5 separate regions of the Mus musculus genome follow, and regions 2, 3, 4 and 5 are each linked to region 1. The links are chromatin contacts, called in public promoter capture Hi-C maps. All regions are on one chromosome and are shown on one strand. Each heading gives the region's core, a stretch centred on a gene start, on an enhancer-like site or on the middle of the called end of the contact. The rest is flanking DNA. Distances are from core to core; before and after follow the strand shown. Region 1 holds the start of Fam227a (family with sequence similarity 227, member A). Region 2 holds the start of Gga1 (golgi associated, gamma adaptin ear containing, ARF binding protein 1). Region 3 holds the start of Sh3bp1 (SH3-domain binding protein 1). Region 4 holds the start of Elfn2 (leucine rich repeat and fibronectin type III, extracellular 2). Region 5 holds the start of 1700088E04Rik (RIKEN cDNA 1700088E04 gene).

Region 1 (3,330 bases), core at 650-3,149:
GGTACTTATCACAGTCTCGATAAGTATCACGACACTCACCGGCACACTAGCTTTAGTCACAGCACAACGTCCTGCAATGCTCATAAAATCAGTAACATCACTTAGGCTCGGGGAAGAGGTCAGCTTTTTAAATAAAACAAGTAGAGAGAAGTCATAAAACCACAAGGCTTCATGGTACATTTTTTTTTCCAATTATGTGTTTATGTGCTGAATGCATGCATATGTGCAGGTAGGTGTGTGTGTGTGTATCCACTTTATTAATATTTGTGTGCAGATTCGGAGTCTGGAGGGGGGACGTCAGGTGTCCTGTTGCATTCCCTTTAGATGGGGTCTCTCACTGAACCTGGAGCTAGACTGGCGGCCAGCGAGCACAAGCAATCCTGTCTCCGCCACCAACAGTGTTAGCATTGCAGGGGTCCGAGCTTGTAGCAGGCTTTTTTTTTTTTTTTTTTTTTGGTTTTTCGAGATAGGGTTTCTCTGTGTAGCCCTGGCTGTCCTGGAACTTCACTTTGTAGACCAGGCTGGCCTCGAACTCAGAAATCCGCCTGCCTCTGCCTCCCGAGTGCTGGGATTAAAGGCGTGTGCCACCACGCGCCGGCTTGTGGTAGGCTTTTAACTGAGATGTTGGGGACTTGAATCCATGGTCTCACACTTGAGCAGCAAGTACCCACATTCACTGAGCCTTTTCTCTAGTCCCCTTCACAGATTTTTTTTTTTAAACACACACACATACACACACCGTTCAAGGTATCCTAGGGTTCTTTAGGGAAGCTCTCTCATAGAAGACTATGGGCCAAGAAAATTAAAGGTTTGCACTTGGTTCCCAACCAACCCTGTTGCTCACCCTCTGGGGAGTCCAACGTTTTATCATCCCCCAAGGGCCTCAAAGGCTTTGTTTGCTGTTGTTTTTAATGTGTCTGAGTGTTTTGCCTGGGATACCATGGTCGTGCCTTGTGTCTGCAGATTCTACAACTAGAGTTACTGGCGTTTGTGAGCTGGGAATCGAATCCCAGTTCTCTGCAACAGCAACCAGTTCTCTGAGACTCTGATCCATTTCTCCGGCCAGTGACGTCCCTTATTTATAATCACGAATGATAACAGCCTGCAGCTCGTAGGTTAAGAGTGCTTTCATGTTTACAAACTGTTGGGACATTTGATGCTCACCATGACCCTGAGAAGTAGATCAAATTGTCCCCCTTTACAGGGAAATGCACTTACTGTGCGAAGCTTTAGTTTGCATCAGGCTATAAAATACATTCTCTTCATTCTGACAAAAAATAAAGGAAGGAAGCATCTTTGGTTTTCACTGGATTCTCAAAGGGAAAGGTGTCTCGAAAAAGTTAAGAGCCAGCCAGTCTCACGGGTCACAAAACCCAAAGAGTTCTGTACGGGTTAGGAGAAGACCTTCAAAGGATGGGGTCAAAACACCATCTCCGAGTCTCCGTCGCAAGAGGTGCCCGCGGAGCATGCCACGGTCCAGCCTGCCCGCTTCTCCAGGGGTACCCGGGCATCCCACCCACCACTACTGGCACGGATATCCGCCCGCCGCTCCCAGAGGTACCTGTCTGCGAAGCCGGAATCCCGAGCTAGCCTGCAGCTTTCTGCAAGGATCTGCCCAGGCCGCGTCAACCGCCGCGACCGCGATTGGCCGGCGCCGGGCAACCATCGTGCGCATGCGCAGCCTCTCTGGCTTCTACCACTGAGAATGCAGAGGGAGCCAGCTCCGAGACGAGCCTCCGCGAAGCAGCGGAGCCCCTGCGGACTCTCTAAGGTTCACGAATAGAAGAAAGCCTTGGGCACGACTTCTGGAGATACACACATGCCTTGGGCACGACTTCTGGAGATACACACATGCCTTGTGGCATAGGCTGGGAGAGGCATGACCCCCTAAATACGTTGGTCTGGTCCCCGGGTCAGCGCCGCCGTCGTCATAGTAATCGTTTTCCTTGGCAACAAAGCAGGCCGAAAGCTGCTTTGTTGTGTTAAAAATGTTAAGTGGTGACCCAGGCTGGACTCACAGTAGCAAAATGGACCGACCTGCAGCTCCCCCGCCCCGGCCACAAAGCAAACCGCGCCCCTTGGGCCGCGGATGCTGGCGGACATCCGGAGCTTGGTCCGGTCACTGGAGGGGCTGGTGGCGGAACCCGCCCTGACGCTTCTGCCGAAGCTTTCAGGTAAGACAGACGGACAGATATGACGACTCCCTGCCAGTAGCAAACTGGCTCCTGCCAGTCTTGCCTCCTCCACACTCCCACAAGCAAGGGAAACTGAGGTCCAGGGAAGGTTGCCCAGTGTACAAGGGGTAGAGAACTGGAGAGTCAGCTCCAGGATTCCTCAAGTCCTAAGGACATTGTAGCTCGGTTTGGTAAATGAAGAAATGGCCATCCAGGAGGCGTTTCTTGGCTGCCTAGTGGGTGTACGAGGTCATCCCACCATAAAGGACAGGACCCAGCTCCAAGCAGTCTTCCTCCACCTTTGCCACACAGCGTTCGAAGAGAGAATTCCACATCAAAATCAACCATATCTAGTGTAGCAACCGCTACAGAAACATAAAGCAGAACACATTTGAAAGTTGCGATCATTCTAGAAGTTTTTTTGTTTGTTTGTTTGTTTGTATGTTTGTTTGTTTGCTTGTTTGTTTTTTTCGAGACAGGGTTTCTCTGTGTAGCCCTGGCTGTCCTGGAACTCAGTCTGTTGACCAGGCTGGCCTCAAACTCAGAAATCCGCCTGCCTCCCAAGTGCTGGGATTAAAGGCGTCCGCCACCACCGCCAGGCTCTAGAAGCTTTTTGATATTAAACCTTGTGCGCCCTCTACCGGTGCTATCCCCGAAGCACCTTTCGTATTTTGAGATAAAGTCTCCCTGGGTACTCCTTATCTCATCCTCCTGCCTCAGCCTCTCAGTGCTGGAATTACAGACACACACCCAGCCTGCCTTCAACCCCTACCCTTTTGCTTTGTTTGTTTTTTTTTTTTTAAGATTTATTTATTTATTTATTATATGTAAGTACACTGTAGCTGTCCTCAGACACTCCAGAAGAGGGAGTCAGATCTCGTTACGGATGGTTGTGAGCCACCATGTGGTTGCTGGGATTTGAACTTCGGACCTTCGGAAGAGCAGTCGGGTGCTCTTACCCACTGAGCCATCTCACCAGCCCCGCTTTGTTTGTTTGATATTTGAGACTGGGGCTCAATATGTAGTTCTGGCTGCTCTCCCAACTTACAAAAGTCCTCCCGCCTCTTTCTCCAGAGCGCTGGGATTAAAGGCTAGTGCTCCATACCCGGCCCTAGGCTTTTTAACAAGTCAATTCAAAACAGATTAAATTAACTTG
Region 2 (3,664 bases), core at 341-2,840, 780 kb after region 1:
AGCTGAATAAATCCTTTCCTCCCCAACTTGCTTCTTGGTCATGATGTTTGTGCAGGAATAGAAACCCTGACTAAGACAGATGGGGAAAATATCTATGGTCCTCTTTTACCTCTGACCTCCTGAGACCCGTGCAGTACTGTATCTCATGCAGTCCATGGTCACTGTCTCCTTCTAACCACCAATCAACCCCACTGCCAGGCTGACTCTCCTCCGCCCCCCCCCCCCCCCCCAGATCGGTGAGCTCTGGGAATCAACCTTCCAGTTCAACTTCCTTCGAGGCTGGCTTCAAAGATGCTGACCATGTCGGCCCACACCACCCTGCACAGATCCTTGCTATATCTCAGACCAGGAGGTTGAGCTTGAGGATAGACCGGAAGGCTTCTCTGGGTCACATCCCTGAAAGGCCTTGGGACAGACCTGTCACTAAATGGACCAGAAGAGCCAACCTGCAGCTCCCAGGGGCAGAGTTCAGGAATGGGGTTGGCAAGGCCAAGGATCTTCAACAAGCAGTGTGGGACAGGGAGAACAGAGGATGGGGCTTGGAAGCCAGAGTTGGAGGAAGCTGTTTCGAAGGAGACAGGAAACAAGGACAGAGGCCTGGGGAGGAGGCTCAGCAGGGGCTAGGAAAGCAATCTGGGACGCAAAGCAAGGCTGGGCTTGGGTATAACGACAGAGAACTTGATTTCCTTATGGAGTCTTAGACGGGACCCTTTCAAGCACTGGGAGTTTCTCCAGGCGCGGACAGAGCTGGATCAGATGGGCCAGGGGTCCCCCCTTTCCTGGGCTGGGGGACCGAGCAGATCTAAGAAGAGCTGCGGGCACAGGGTTTGAAAGACTCAGGCCCTGAGGAAGTGGGGGGATCCCTCTAGGGGAAGACTCGAGGGTCTGCGCTTTGGTGCAACAGGCAGGGCCTTCGGGGGTCCGGGATAACTCTGCGCCACCGGGTCACCGGGGTGGGTGGGCGGCGCCCGCTCCCGGCCAGGCTGCGCGCAGCTGCCAGGGTCCGAGCGGAGCGACAGACTGGGGCGCCGCCCCTCCGGGTCGGGGGGCGGGGCGTGAGGAGGGGGCGCGCGGACCCCGCCCCGCCGGGAGAGAGAGAGGGGCCAGCCTCGCGCCCCCGGTTCCGGTTCCGGTCCGGCTCGCGCCCCTCCCGGACACTCACTGATTCGTGCCTCCAGAGTCTCCGGCTCCATCGCGGGCTCCATCCGCCACGGGCCCCCGGCCTCGGCGCCGCCCCCCGCCCCCCGGCCGCTCTCGCGGGAACTCCTCGGCTCCGCCCTCGGCCGGTTAAAGGGGCCGCGTCCACCCCGCGGAGTAGGAACGCGGCACCGGGACGCCGGGCACCATCGAGACGCGGGTGGAGCCGCCTAGAGCGTCGCCTCGTCGGCGCCCCTCCCCCTGGCGGCTGGCGGAGTCGCCGGTGGGGCTGGTCGGCGGCCTCGCAGCTCCGGGCGCTCGGGCGGGAGAGGAAGAGGAGAGCCTGGGGGTGGCGGGCGGCACCATAGAAACCCCGCGGGACCGCTCTAACTCAGTTAGCGTCACGCAGAGACCCGTGACCGCTTCCGGGACAACGCTCCGGAGCCATGTTTCTGAAGGGGTTCTGAAGTCACTTCCGGAGCCCTCAGGGGTACTTCCGCTTACGTGGGAAGATGTCAAAGTCCCTTAAAAGGGCAACTGGGCACTGTGGCCGCCGCCAACGCGATGAGGTTAAGCTAACGTTTGTTTAGCTCTTAAAGCCCTAGGCATTGTTCTGAGCAGTTTTTTCCCCTTTGAGACAAGGGCTCACTGTCTTGCTCTGGCAGTCCTGAAGCTCGCTCTGTAGAATAGGCTGGCGTGGAATTCCTGAGATCCGCCTTTTTCCGCCTCCCAAGTGCAGACATTAAAGAAGTGTGCCACCACGCCCAGCAAAGGGCTAAGTCTTTTTTTTTTCTTAACCTATGAATCTACATTCAAACCCGGGAGCCAGGTTATGAGTTTGCCTGAGGTCATTAGGGGTCAGTGCTTGCACCGAGTACTTAATTCTGCATTCAGTTTAGAAACTCCTTGCATTTGGGTTATTCGGTGCCCAGCCCTGGAGAGAAAGACAAGGCCAGATATATATCCTACAAGGTGATGATAACGCCCGCACTTATCAGACAGAGGCAGGAGGTTATCAGTTCAAGGCCAGTGTGGAATATCGTATCTCAAAGCACGTAACACTCTCAAGGTGATGGGGAAGCCAGAGAGGTGGTGGCAAAATGAGAGGTTATCTTTCCCCAAACTGGAATGGTGACGACGTCAGGCTCTTTTTTTGAGGTGGTTTAGGAGGAGGCAAAATGTGAGGTACTTTCACCCGCTTTTTCCACCCTCTGCGGTCGCCTTGGCTAATTCTCAGGAATGCCAGTTCGCTCTCTGTAGCCTCTGGCGGCCGTCGGGGGAACTGGCTACTGTGCCCTCTCCAGCGAGCCTGTGCCAGGAAGAGTTAAAGAGCATCTGAGACCAAGGAACCGGCGAATCCAGTTCCGCATGCCTGTGGCCTTGGAGGGATCAGTATTCACCTTGCAGAACCAGTTACCTCATTTCAGTCGGGTTTTCTTCTGAACCCAACTCTCAGTGAGACGTTTAATTCTCTCCTGCAACCTATAAGATACGGGAGAGGGTAACAAGATGGGCTCCGCCTGCTTTGTTTTCTTTATTTTTAAAATTGTTAATGAAATAAAACCCAACTGCAGGCCGGGCAGTGGTGGCGCACGCCACCTAGCACTTGAGAGGAAGAGGCAGGTGAATCTCCGAGTTCAAAGTCAGCCTGGTCTACGGAGCGAGTTCCAGGACCCAGGGCTACACAGAACAAAACCCAAAACAAAAACCCAAACTGCATTTGCCAAATTGATTTAAAGTCAGATCACTACTCACAGGCACTTTTGGTGGAGCGACAGAGGCAGGGTCTCCTGTAAGCCTAGGCAGGCCTTGAACGCACTATAGACTTGATCTCTGATCCTTCTTTCTCCACCTTCTGCGTGCATCACCACACCTGCAAGAGAATAGGACTTCTTGCAAGCTAAGCAACACGCTACCAACTGAGAGACATCTCCAGCTACTTCTGCCTCCATCTAGAGTCCTTATAGCCCAAGCTGGCGATTTCTGTGGTACCTAGCATTTCATATAAACATGTTAGGCAGACACATCACCACCTGAGCTCTAACCTCCAGCTGCCCCACAGTGTATTTCTTTGCATGCTTGTGGTTTGTGTCCCTCCCTGCCTCTGGGAAGTCTCATCCTGAAGCATTGCATCTGGTGAATCCCTGAGTTTCTTTTCCTGTTGCTGTGATTAAACTGCTCTGATAAAAGCAACTTAAAGAAGACAGGGTTTCCCACAATTCAAGGGGAGGAGAAATCAAGGCGGTGGCAGCTGGGCCCATCACAGCTGCAGCTGAGAAACAGGGCAGAGAGAGTGTGGAATGCACACTGCTTCCCGCCCTTTCTCCACTCACACAGTACAGGTTCCCCATCGGGGATGGTGCCACCCACAGTGGGCAGGTCTTCCCAGCTCAGTAGACTCAGGCAGGGTAATCCTCCTGAGGCACGAGCAGCAGCTCATCGACCAGGTGATTGGAAATCTGTCAAGTTCACAGAACTAGCGGGCACAGTGTCCTGAGACCTAAAATAGTGCTGGGGTCCAGAAGGT
Region 3 (3,406 bases), core at 877-3,376, 760 kb after region 1:
TTTGAACCATCCGCATACTTCCTGCATTTACAATCACAGGGACCCCCGGGTCCACTTTTGTCACTCGTTACCTGGGTGATCTTGGGCTAGTAAATTTAGGTCCCGGTTTCCCATTATACACCAGTAGACTGTACAAGGGGCTGTTGCCAGCAGTGGGGAGACAATGCATCAGCAAGCCGTCTTAGCAACAGAGTAGCAGGAGTCAATAGCCGCCCAGTTGAGTAACAGAGCATCCTCCTCCATTCAGCTCCCAAGGTGTTCCGCCCACCTAGACCGCTTGGGGGCCTACTAGCTCAGAGCAAAGCTCAGAAGCTGCAGCCCACCCAGGGGGGGGTCATTCCCACCCCATCCTTCACCACACAGGTCTCTCCTCCCAGAGACCCCACTTACCACCCGCTTGTCCATGTCAGCCCCGCTTTGGCCCTGCAGACAGGCCTGCAGCCGTTTGTGAACATTGTGGGCTGCTCGTTTAGCTGGCTCCAGCCGTTGCTCTACCTGGGAGGTACAGGGGCGGGGCGTGTGAGGACTGTATACTGTGTCTCCCCTAGAACAAGAATCACTTTTCTCTTCCCTCCTGGGCCTTCCCTGGCCAGCAGGGAATGACACAACCAGGCCCTTGACTGCTGTCCCCGCCTGCCAGCCTCTATACTGACAGCCTGCATGGGCCTGCCTCCCAGCCCAGCCCGCCCAGGCCCAGGCACGTACCTGCAGCAGGTCCTCACCCAAAAACTCGGCAGTCTCCGGGGTGCTGTGGGGGAAGGGGGCTTTGGATGAGTCAGTCTGGGTTAGGGAACCCACTGCCTCCCTCTAACCCCTGCACATGGAACCTGAACCCAAGATGCTTCCAGGACCCACCAAGCCTGGGTGGCCCGTCCACATCGTAGCTGGAGCACATTCCATGGTAGTTAAGAGGATGCATGCCTGCTTCCTCCTCCACCCAGGGCTGTGTCCTGGGAGAGGGTGGACCCATGACACCGAAAAAAGCAGGAGGGAGCTACCCAGGGCCCAACTTCGGGACAGAGGAAAAGTTTCTCATCTCCCCATCCCCCTAAATAGTTTGCCTGGCCCGGAAAGAGGAGGCCTAAGCTGGCCCCCAGAACGGGAAGTGTGGAAGCTGGTCTCCGGGGTGGCCAGGCCCACAGGCATACGACATTGGACTGCAGCTGTGGGCAGGTCTGGGGACTCTGCCCAAGGATACATAGGGACATGGGTTCAGGGCAGAGTGGCTTGGCTTCGTAGGTACATATAAGTGTTTGTGTCACTGCAAGGTCTGGATCAAGTTTCTGGATACACGGTCACCTCTCTGGGCCCAAAGAATGGGGAACTCCCAGGCTGGGGAAGAGGGACAGAAAGAAAGGCTCCGAGAAACTCCCCAAACTTCCGCTCCCATAGTTTTGGGGCTGGGAACCGAGGAGACCAAGGGGTGTCTCTACCTGAGCCTACGAAAAGCAGAAGCAGGACCAAATGGCAGGAGGCCCCTGGGTTGGGGGAGGGGACGGACACCCAGAGCAGAGCAGGCCCCTCCTCCCCAGGCCAGAACACTGCCAGTCCCTTCCCCCAGGGTCTGGGGCCCCCGATCGGCTCCGTTCCTCCCCTTCCCTCCAGTTAGAGGTGGCTAACTGTTCCCATTGTCCGGAGGGGACAAATGAGGTTCCAGGCAGCGTCTTGGCTCAGGACGCATTCTGCTCTCTGCAGCAGCCTCTCCAACCGGGAATGGAGGTGCCTTCCCCCGCTCCCCCTCCACCGCCCGCAAAAGCCAGCTATGCTTGTGCGACCACAGTGACTTCAGACCCCAGGAAACGAGGTCAGGGCTCTGGCATGCCAGAGGGCCGCTGCCTAGATATCTTCGACCTCTGTGACCAGTTCCCCACTCTCCTGCGCTCGCTCAGGTCCTGCGAAACGATAGCACGGCTAGAAGCGGGTGACACTCACCGTCCCGAGCTGCCCGTGTGGGCCAGCTGCCGCATGCGGTGCAACTGCCTCTTCATCATCTTGGGTCCGGGCAGGGGGCCGAGGAGTCACCTTGGGGGTTGAGGCTGGCAGCCCCCGGCCCAGCCTGCTTCCCCGCGCGCTTCGCCCCGGATGGGTGGGCGGCGCTCTGGCTTCCTGGGCCGGCGCGCTCCTCTGGCTGGTGCTGGCGCTGGCGCGGGCGCTCTCCTCCCCCGCTCACGACTCCGCCCCCGGCCCCCAGGTCACTCCTTTCTCCAAGTTTGGAGTCTCTCTCTCTCTCAAGTTTGGAGTCTCTCTCTCTCTCTCTCTCTCTCTCTCTCTCTCTCTCTCTCTCTCTCTCTCTCTCTCTCTCTGCTTCCGGGCCTCAACGACCCCCGGGTTGTCCGACCCGCCTGCCGAGTGTCCGTCGGTCTGTCTCTCTGAGGTCCGCAGTTGAGTGCGGGCTCTTCCTTCCCGCAGCCTGTCCTGTCACCGCGGCGGGTGGCGGGAAGCAGGTAAGCTGCTCCTGCCATCACCGCCCTGGGTATAAACAACCTTTGCTCTCTTAGAGGGAAAGGAAGGCTGCCTAGAAGGGACAGGCCTTCAGGACCTGTGCAGGCCAGTCACTAGGGGATGCTGCCTGGGGACTTCTTCTCCACCATACTATTCCCTGACCATCCCCCTTGCCTGCTGGACCACTGGCTCAGAACTTGGGGTACCTGGGACTACCAGATACTAATGTCCTTGGATCAGTCCCCAAAATTCTGCATTCATTGTGTATAGTAGCTTGGTAGGACAACTGTCCTTGTCCAGTCTATGCCACAGGGTAAACAAGATACCCTGGTCTGCTTGGTCTGCTCGTCAGCCCTTGAGGTCCTGTCACTCTACACTTTAAAGAGTCCCAAGCTTTGACCGCTTCCCCTATTTGTAAAACTCTTTCTCATTTCTTTTAGCAAATGTCCCAGGCGCCTGCCCTTCCTTCTTGTCAGGCCTTGATATGTATGGGTGCTGCTCTGAACCCCCAAACCCGATTTTCTCTTTGAAATGTTCCGCTGAACACCAGCCTGAGCATACAATAGGTGTTCATAGCTACAGAGCAAGAGAGCCGGTGGGCAACTGCAAGCTGACTTCAGTATGCACCCTTCAGGCTTGGGAGGGGGAAGGGTGACTACAGGAAGCCCTGTGCACCACACCAAGCTTTGCTCTCTTAGTTTCAGTTCAGAGCCATACCACTTGAGCACCTACTGTGTGGGGGTAGAGAGTTGGTGTGCTCCTCAAAGACTTCCCTTTGCTCCAGACATCTCTGTGTACCCAGCACAGGTCTGGCACATGGTGTTCACTCAGCCGCTTTCCCCATTTAAGAAGTCCTATCGAGTGTGGGAGGAGCCCAGAGGGGTCCCAGCAGCTGCTGCAGCCAGAACATACTGGCCAGGAACAGCCACAGCCTCTCATCAGTGGAATCCTGGCTCTCTGATGG
Region 4 (3,716 bases), core at 1,074-3,573, 940 kb after region 1:
GGAATTGTTATGGAAATTGCATTGAATCTGTCAAGTCCCGGTGTTCACACTCATACCAAGCTCTTTCTCTGGGTCTTTTTGACCAGGAGGCTGCTATGTACCCAAGTTTTTTGCTAACACGGTAGCCACAAGCCATACGTGGCCACTTAAGTCTAAATCAATCAAAATAAAAAAGATAAGTGCACCCGGCAGTTGTAGAAGCCACGGTTTTAACCACACAATAGCCACAAGAGGTTAGTGACTCCTTAAATCATTTCCGCTGTGGTGGAAAGTTACATTGGACAGTGCTTGTGTAGAGAAGGCCCAATCAAGGAACCAGATGGTGTAGTCAACAATGACACCACCTCAGCCCCGGCCAATGTCATCATCTGTGTGGTGCAACAACGGAGCTCAGAGAGGGAAACTGGCAACAGCTTATCTCTACCCTGCAAGGGCCAGCCTTCAAAGCTGGAATGTGGGAACCATGGAAGCTCAAAACTACCGCTGAGTGAGTCTAGCCAGCTTTGCAGGCCCCAGGAGAAAAGAGAAGGCACCAGTAAGGAAGTGCGACCTTAACCATTTCTTACAGGCGGGAAACTGAGGCTGGGGGTGGGGGTGGGGCAAGGTGTGACTCTCACTCTGGCTGATGACCGGGACACTCATACAGATGAATCAGAGATGTTACTTTGCAATTCTATGCCTGGTGCTTCCCAGAGTCAGTGCTCAATGTCTTGGACCAGGGCTGGATTTAGTAGGCCTCTGCCAGCGCCCACCTCAGCACACGCGAGCCACAGGGAGTTTTCTGCAGTCGCGCATTTGATCCGCTAGAGGGCGCAGGGGCAGCCGTCTCTTCAACAGAAGCGAGCTTGGCGGAGGTGGGATCGGGAGATGGTGGGGTGGGGGATGGTAGGGGCGGGGGTGGGGTGTGTGCTACTGGAGCTGGACCCACCTCGGTGCCTAGCCTCGGTTAGGGAACCCTGAGTTCTTATGGTCCCTCTTCGGGGAAGGGGATTAGGTTAGTAGACAGAGGCAGCATAAGGTTTCATTGGGTCTGCAAAGAAGATCTGAAGGATGGGTAGGAAGAAATGCGCCTGCCACTCAAAAAGGTACAGGTCGGGAGGCTTAGAGGTGAGACACCCCACAGTCTCTCTAAATTGTGACATAACAGGTGGCCTGGGTCTCAGCGCTTATCTACCCTTCTGGTCCTATCCTGGGCTACTTTCCTGTCCTCGGATGACAAGAGCGAGGCGATTTTGTACAGCATTTCTTTCTGCTCTAGTGCTACCCAACTCCACGGGTCCCTCTGTACTAAGTACACCAGGATGCTTTCCGCCTCTGTGACTTTGCACATGTCGTTCCCGCAGTCTGGGATACCCTTCTCCACTTCCTTCAGCTGAGCAACTCCTACCCATCAGCTCCCATTCATCTGTCCAGACTCAGCCCAGGCCTGTTAGGAGTTCCAGCAGCCGGGCTGAGTCGCTGTGCACCACCTGAGGACAGGCTCTGGTGAATGCGGCCCGGAAAAGTGATTGCGAAGCACAAAGTCTGGCGGCGGCAGAGCTCAACTGTCTGGGTTGGCGGGTCACAACGGCTGGAGGAGACTCCTGACATCAGCCCAGACTCCCACCAGCTGCTTGTGTGCCCAGCTTCGGGTGCAGAGCCTCAACTACCGCTGCCTTGCAGGGAGACTCCCTTGCAGGTGGTGGTGGTGGTGGTGATGGTGGTGGTGTCTGTGTTTGAAGCGGAGCTTAAGCTGTGGCCAGGAAGGCCTTAGGAAGTTTCTCTTTGTGGCCACAGAGCCCAATATGCTCCCGGGGATGGGGTAAGGCAGCGAGGGGTAGCCAAATGCCTTGGTTTGGAGGCAGGGAGAATTGGGAGACTCCACGGACTCGGACTCGCTGTATAAACTTTGGGCAAGCACTCTGCTCACCCGCCTCAGCTGTCCCGCCTGCAAAATGGGAACGCAGCAGCTCCACCGCAGTGCTCTCCAGTGGTTACACGCGGAACACCGGGTCAGGGCGCAGGCGGAAAGGGGTGCTCGGGCATGGGAAGGGGGGAAGCGGGGTTGGGGATGAGATTGTCCTCGAGCAGGGCGCTGCACCCGGGGCAACTTTGCCTCCAGCTGTTGAATGAGCTGGAGGAGGCGGTGGTGGGGTGAACTGAGACATAGCCCGGAGAGAGGTGGCCGAGGTGGGGCGGGGCCGGGGGGCGCGCTCGGCGGGTGCCCGGGGCTTGGCGGTCCGCGGTGCAGCCACCTCACAGGGCGCTGCAGCTGCAGTAGCGCCAGAGCCCAGCGCGGCCCCCGCCCCGTGGCGTGTGTCTGGGAGCGCGCTTGTGGCCGTGGAAGCAGACGGCGGAGGGGCGGGAGGGTCTGCAGCGGAGAGAGGCCTGTGAAGGGATCTGGCTACAGAGCCGGACGGACCGACAGACGCAGTGATCGCCAGCCCCTGAGGTCCTCCGCCCAGCACCCGGGCCCTCTGCGGGCAGCAGCCCTACGCGGCGGGAGGCGGGGGTGGCAGTGTCTGCGCGCACACGCACGCTCACAGACACACACGCCCGGGCCACGCCACAGACACACGACACGCACAGAGCCACGGCCGGCCGCCGCGCACACTCGCACCCGCGCTCACGCTCGCTCTCCGGCGCAGGCCCCGCAGCAGCCGCTGCCGGGAGGTGGTGGCATCCCGCTCGGATCCCAGTCAGGACTGGAGGTGAGTGGATTCCTCCGGATCCGAGTGCTGCAGGCGGCTGGCGGGGACCCCGGGAATCCAGGCTGAGCTGAGGGCTCCCTGGCCGCCAGCGGGGGTGGGGCTTGGAAAGGGACCTGGGAGGGGAGGATGAGGCAGGGAGAGCCACTCTTCTTGGTTCTTCTTGGTCTGGGGATCCCCCATAAGACCCCCAAGGGACCACCCTGCGCAAGGTGGTGGGGGAGAGGCTGGGCGGAGGCGTGGTGGGAGGGCAGGGAGGACGAGCGTCGAGGTGAACATTTTCGCGGTGGTGATGCAGAAGCTTGAGCAGGGTTTTGCTAGCCAGTACCACGCCGCACCTCTCTGGCCCCCATTTTGGCGAACCAGAGCTCCGGCCCGCTTTTCACTGAGTCGTGGCGGGTCAAGGAATTCATCTCACTGGTAAGGGGGGCTTCACAGGGTGGCTAGATCTCTAGCCCAGGGGGAAGGGACCGGCTTTCGACTTGCCCCCTATCTCTCAGGGGCACTGTGAATGTAGTAGGGGGACCAGAGTTAGGGTATGCTGGGACCCTTGCAAGGACTTGGATTTTTTTCCCCTCGGCAGGGCTGGTGTGGGACAGAAGCACCAGCATAAACGGACAGACTGCAGCTCTGACTGAGCCCCACCATTGCCTAGTGGTGTGTGTGTGTGTGTGTGTGTGTGTGTGTACTGCTACTGGCTAGGAGGGGGTAGAGGGTGGGTGTGTTGGCTGGTGGGGTGGTATATGCATGTGGAAAGGATGTGTATTGACTCAGGATAGACCCCCATTGCCACACAGACACACACACAATCTGTGGCTCAGCAGGGCTTCCTTGGAATATTTGGAGGGGAGAGAGCTTGTATGTGTCTGTGTGTCTGTATGTGCCTGTGTGCGTCTCTCTCTCTCTCTCTCTCTCTCTCTCTCTCTCTCCCTCTCTCTCTCTCTCTCTCTCTCTCTGAATCTGCGTACTTGGGGAGATTGTGTGGAGGAGGATAGAGGCTGCCAGGCCTCGGTGTGTCAGGCATGACCA
Region 5 (3,634 bases), core at 894-3,393, 520 kb after region 1:
CCCATTGAAAAGTGTCTCTTTGGGCTGGTGAGATGGCTCAGTGGGTAAGGGCACCCGACTGCTCTTCCGAAGGTCTGAAGTTCAAATCCCAGCAACCACATGGTGGCTCACAACCACCCGTAATGAGATCTGGTGCCCTCTTCTGGTGTATCTGAAGACAACTACAGTGTACTTACATATAGTAAATAAATAAATCTTTAAAAAAAAAAGGGGCTGGTGAGATGGCTCAGTGGGTAAGAGCACCCGACTGTTCTTCCAAAGGTCCAGAGTTCAAATCCCAGCAACCACATGGTGGCTCACAACCATCTGTAACGAAATCTGACGCCCTCTTCTGGTGTGTCTGAAGACAGCTACAGTGTACTTACATGTAATAAATAAATAAATCTTTAAAAAAAAAAAAAAAAAAAAAAAGAAAAGTGTCTCTTTGTGCTGCCTGGCTGTCCTGGAACTCACTCTGCAGACAAGGCTGGCCTGGAACTCACTCTGCAGACAAGGCTGGCCTGGAACTGAGAGATTCCCCCCCCCCCCCCCAAGTCTCTGCCCTGAGTGCTGGAATCAAAGGCTTGCACCACCCCCAGCTTCACTAAGGATCTTTACAATGCTGAACCCTTCCCCTGGACAGCCAGCATACCTGGCTCCTCCCTCCTGCCTCCCACTCTGGGGGAGGGGATGCTTTTCTGGGTTCTCTTCCCCCCAAGTCACTCACTCACCATCTCTTCTCTGGTGGCAATCACTGCCCTGGTCAACGCCGTCATCTCTGCTTTCATTGCATTTTTGACTGTATTTTGTATGCTTGTTTTGAAGTCAATCTTACTGCACAGTATGTAACTCAGGCTGGCCTGAGACTCACTATGTTGACATCTAGTTCAGGACAATTCCCCTGCAGTAGCCTCCCAAGTGCTAGGATTACAGGTGTGAACCACCACGCCCAGACTCTGAATTCTGACTGATCTATCAGGACTACCATAGTTCATCTTCTCTCTTGATTAACATATACAGCGTATCAAGAAATCCTTTAGGTTCTATCTTTAAAATATATCAGGATCCAGGCATGGTGGCGCACGCCTGTAATCCAGTGCTCAGGAGGTGAAAGCAGGCAGATCTCTGTAAGTTTGAGGACAGCCAAATCTACACAGTGACTTCCAGACACAGCTAGGACTATGTTGAAAGACTCTGTCTCAGGAAAAAAAAAAAAAAAAAAGAACAAAAATCACCTGGAAAGCAGAGGTAGATGAATCTCTATGTTCGAACCACCTGATATAAGGTTATATTTGGTCTCCAAATAAATAAAATAAAAATATGTCCAGCCGGGTGGTGGTGGCGCACGCCTTTAATCCCAGCACTTGGGGAGGCAGAGGTGGGTGAATTCCTGAGTTCAGCCTGATCTACAAAAGTGAGTTCCAGGACAGCCTGGGCTATACAGAGAAACCCTGTCTCGGAAAAAAAAAAAAAAAATGTCCATAATCCAGCTGGGTCTGGTGGTTCATGCCAGATATATCAACACTTGGGAAGCTGAAGCAGAGGACTGTGTCGAATTCAAAGCCAGCCTTAGCTATATAGTGAATTCCCGGGCAGCCTGGGTTTCAGAGTGAGGCCTTGCCTCAAACAACACTAAACTTCATGCTCTCTAGAGTCTATCCCCACTTCTGCCACCTCTGCTACTATCACACCTAGCCCAAGCCCGCGTCTGCTCCCAGCCTTCCAGGCCATTCTCTGGGTTGCTTTTTCCTTCCTACTTCCACGACTACACAAGCTACACACCTCTGGCATTCCCTTCCAGAAAGAGAGCGCTCAGAGGACAGGGGCCACACGGACTGAACTCTCTGACCACTGTCCCCATTGCTCCGCGAGGTAGGAAGTTCTGAAGACTTCGCCCCACCAACCCAGCAGCTGGGCTAGCCTGTGCTCCAAGAGCCCTGCTCGCACCACGACCTCCCTCCTTCCGTGGCCCGTGCTCACTTGTCCTCGTTGTCTGACATGATGCCTTCTCCGCCCGGGGCGCAGAGCAGAGAACGCGCGCCTTTGCCCCTCGCCGCACCACGCGTAGTTTGCGCTTGCGCCGTGACCCAGGCGCAGTTACTTCCGGGAAGCAGCGGCCGACCAGACGCTAATGCGCGTGCGTGGAGGCGTGTCGCTAGTTACCATGGTAACAAGGAGCGATTAGTGAGGACGCTGACACTCTAGCTCCTTGGAGTTTCTCCGTGCGGAGGGCTCTGTCACGCCCAGGTCATCGCCTAAGGTGAGCGCTCCTCCCCGGACCGTCACGATAGGGACTGTGGTCACTGCGCTGTCCGGAGCCGAGGGGTCGGGCACCAGCTTCTCAGACTCCCAGGTTGCTCGTGATGAGAGGTCCGGATTGCGAAGCGTAACTAGGGCGAGTCATTGCTTCTCTCCCTCCTAGGGCCCTCCCATGGCTTCCCAGGAAAGGGTGGACTCGGTGACCAAAGGAACCGGGTTCCGCCGCTGCCGTAAGCAAGCAGGTTACACGCCGGGGACTTGTGAGCTGCTCAGAGGTCAGTGCATTAGGGGATCAACGACCCGAGCGGTGCGGTTTTTCCTTAAGAGCTTGGGATTCTGAAAGGTTCGGGGAAGAATCAAAGACCAGAGATGGAGAATTTTGGAATGGTTAGTTCATCTTTTACATGCACTTTCAATGAAGCCTATCTCCTCACTGCAGTGGGACCTTCACAGTACCAAATTCAATTCCCTTCACCAGGCTTAGACATTATACAGTCTTAGAGGTGTTTAGTGTCACCTTCTAAATGGTGAACACCACCAGGCAAAGAAACGTGCCTGTTTCTGCTCACAACTGTAGCTCCAGCCTCTGCTACATGAATGAGCATGTATGCACTTAATTATTCAACGACAAAAACCTAATGTGTGATTTGGATATTGTCCTAGGTACTAGGAATAGAGTGTTGAGAGGATTGCAAAGGACAACTCTTGCTCTCAGAAAACTGATAACACAGGAGGGTAACAAGAAAAATGAACAGGAGAAAATTATAGAGCTGAAGGTGTTGCTCAGTGACAGAGTATATTCTAGGCAGATGTGGAGTCTGGGTTTCAGCCCCAGCACACCATACACAAAAAAGTCTGTGTGTGTTACAGTTGGAGAGCTGGCTCAGTGGTTAGGAACATGTACTGCCCTTTGAAAGCTCATTCCCCAGCACCCATGTTAGCCAGTCACCAAAAAAGTGTGTGTGTCTTAGGCATATGTAATGGGAGGATTGCCTGAGCCCAAGAAAAGCTAGCCTAGATAATATAGTAAGAACCTATCCTTGAAATAAAATAAGGACTGGAAAGATGGCTCAGAGATTAAGAGCACTGGCTATTCTCAAGGACCCAAGTTCAATCCCCCACAACCATATCAGGTGGGTCAAAGCAATGTGTAACTCTAGCTTCCTATGAGTCAGTGCCTTTCCCTGCCCTCCACAGGCAGCCATACACGCATAGCTACACACTCACGCACGCGCGCGCGCACACACACACACACACACACACACACACACGACCTTTTATTTTTTAAGATTTGTTTGTTTATTTATTATGGATAGTGTTCGGCCTGCATGTATGCCTGCAGGCCAGAAGAGGGCACCAGATCCCATTACAGATGGTTGTGAGCTTCCACGTGGTT

What was found. Promoter capture Hi-C pulls out the DNA fragments that hold promoters and counts their contacts.
Region 2: a contact with region 1 is called in a promoter capture Hi-C map of embryonic stem cells, with 3 times the contacts expected there. The contact joins the promoter of Gga1 here to the promoter of Fam227a in region 1. A contact is called at or near these places in 4 of 39 promoter capture datasets (the C10 cell line, embryonic stem cells and liver) and 1 of 115 datasets of contacts at active chromatin or transcription factors (bone marrow-derived macrophages).
Region 3: a promoter capture Hi-C map of the C10 cell line shows a contact between it and region 1, with 2.0 times the contacts expected there. The contact joins the promoter of Sh3bp1 here to the promoter of Fam227a in region 1. A contact is called at or near these places in 2 of 39 promoter capture datasets (the C10 cell line and liver).
Region 4: a promoter capture Hi-C map of liver shows a contact between it and region 1, with 2.5 times the contacts expected there. The contact joins the promoter of Elfn2 here to the promoter of Fam227a in region 1.
Region 5: a promoter capture Hi-C map of hippocampal neurons shows a contact between it and region 1, with 2.6 times the contacts expected there. The contact joins the promoter of 1700088E04Rik here to the promoter of Fam227a in region 1. A contact is called at or near these places in 4 of 39 promoter capture datasets (the HPC-7 cell line, hippocampal neurons, liver and 1 more), 1 of 15 datasets of contacts at CTCF or cohesin (large pre-B cells), 1 of 484 Hi-C or Micro-C datasets (B cells), 5 of 115 datasets of contacts at active chromatin or transcription factors (astrocytes, bone marrow-derived macrophages, embryonic forebrain and 2 more) and 5 of 9 other capture datasets (adipose tissue, embryonic stem cells, liver and 2 more).

Annotation. Positions count from the first base shown.
Region 1 is chr15:79,657,525-79,660,854 of GRCm38.p6, reverse strand. It overlaps Fam227a (family with sequence similarity 227, member A), which reads left to right and starts at 1,899. Exons shown (of 18, transcript NM_029407.1): 1 at 1,899-2,174. It overlaps Cby1 (chibby family member 1, beta catenin antagonist), which reads right to left and starts at 1,628. Exons shown (of 5, transcript NM_028634.3): 1 at 1,562-1,628.
Region 2 is chr15:78,875,116-78,878,779 of GRCm38.p6, reverse strand. Gga1 (golgi associated, gamma adaptin ear containing, ARF binding protein 1) reads right to left here and starts at 1,590. Exons shown (of 17, transcript NM_145929.2): 1 at 1,163-1,590. The coding sequence starts at 1,205.
Region 3 is chr15:78,898,488-78,901,893 of GRCm38.p6, reverse strand. Sh3bp1 (SH3-domain binding protein 1) reads right to left here and starts at 2,126. Exons shown (of 18, transcript NM_001316684.1): 1 at 1,933-2,126; 2 at 706-748; 3 at 391-495. The coding sequence starts at 1,991.
Region 4 is chr15:78,717,378-78,721,093 of GRCm38.p6, reverse strand. It overlaps Elfn2 (leucine rich repeat and fibronectin type III, extracellular 2), which reads left to right and starts at 2,323. Exons shown (of 2, transcript NM_001358692.1): 1 at 2,323-2,690.
Region 5 is chr15:79,139,760-79,143,393 of GRCm38.p6, reverse strand. 1700088E04Rik (RIKEN cDNA 1700088E04 gene) reads left to right here and starts at 2,143. Exons shown (of 7, transcript NM_138581.2): 1 at 2,143-2,239; 2 at 2,402-2,513. The coding sequence starts at 2,411. Polr2f (polymerase (RNA) II (DNA directed) polypeptide F) reads right to left here and starts at 2,069. Exons shown (of 5, transcript NM_027231.2): 1 at 1,960-2,069. The coding sequence starts at 1,979.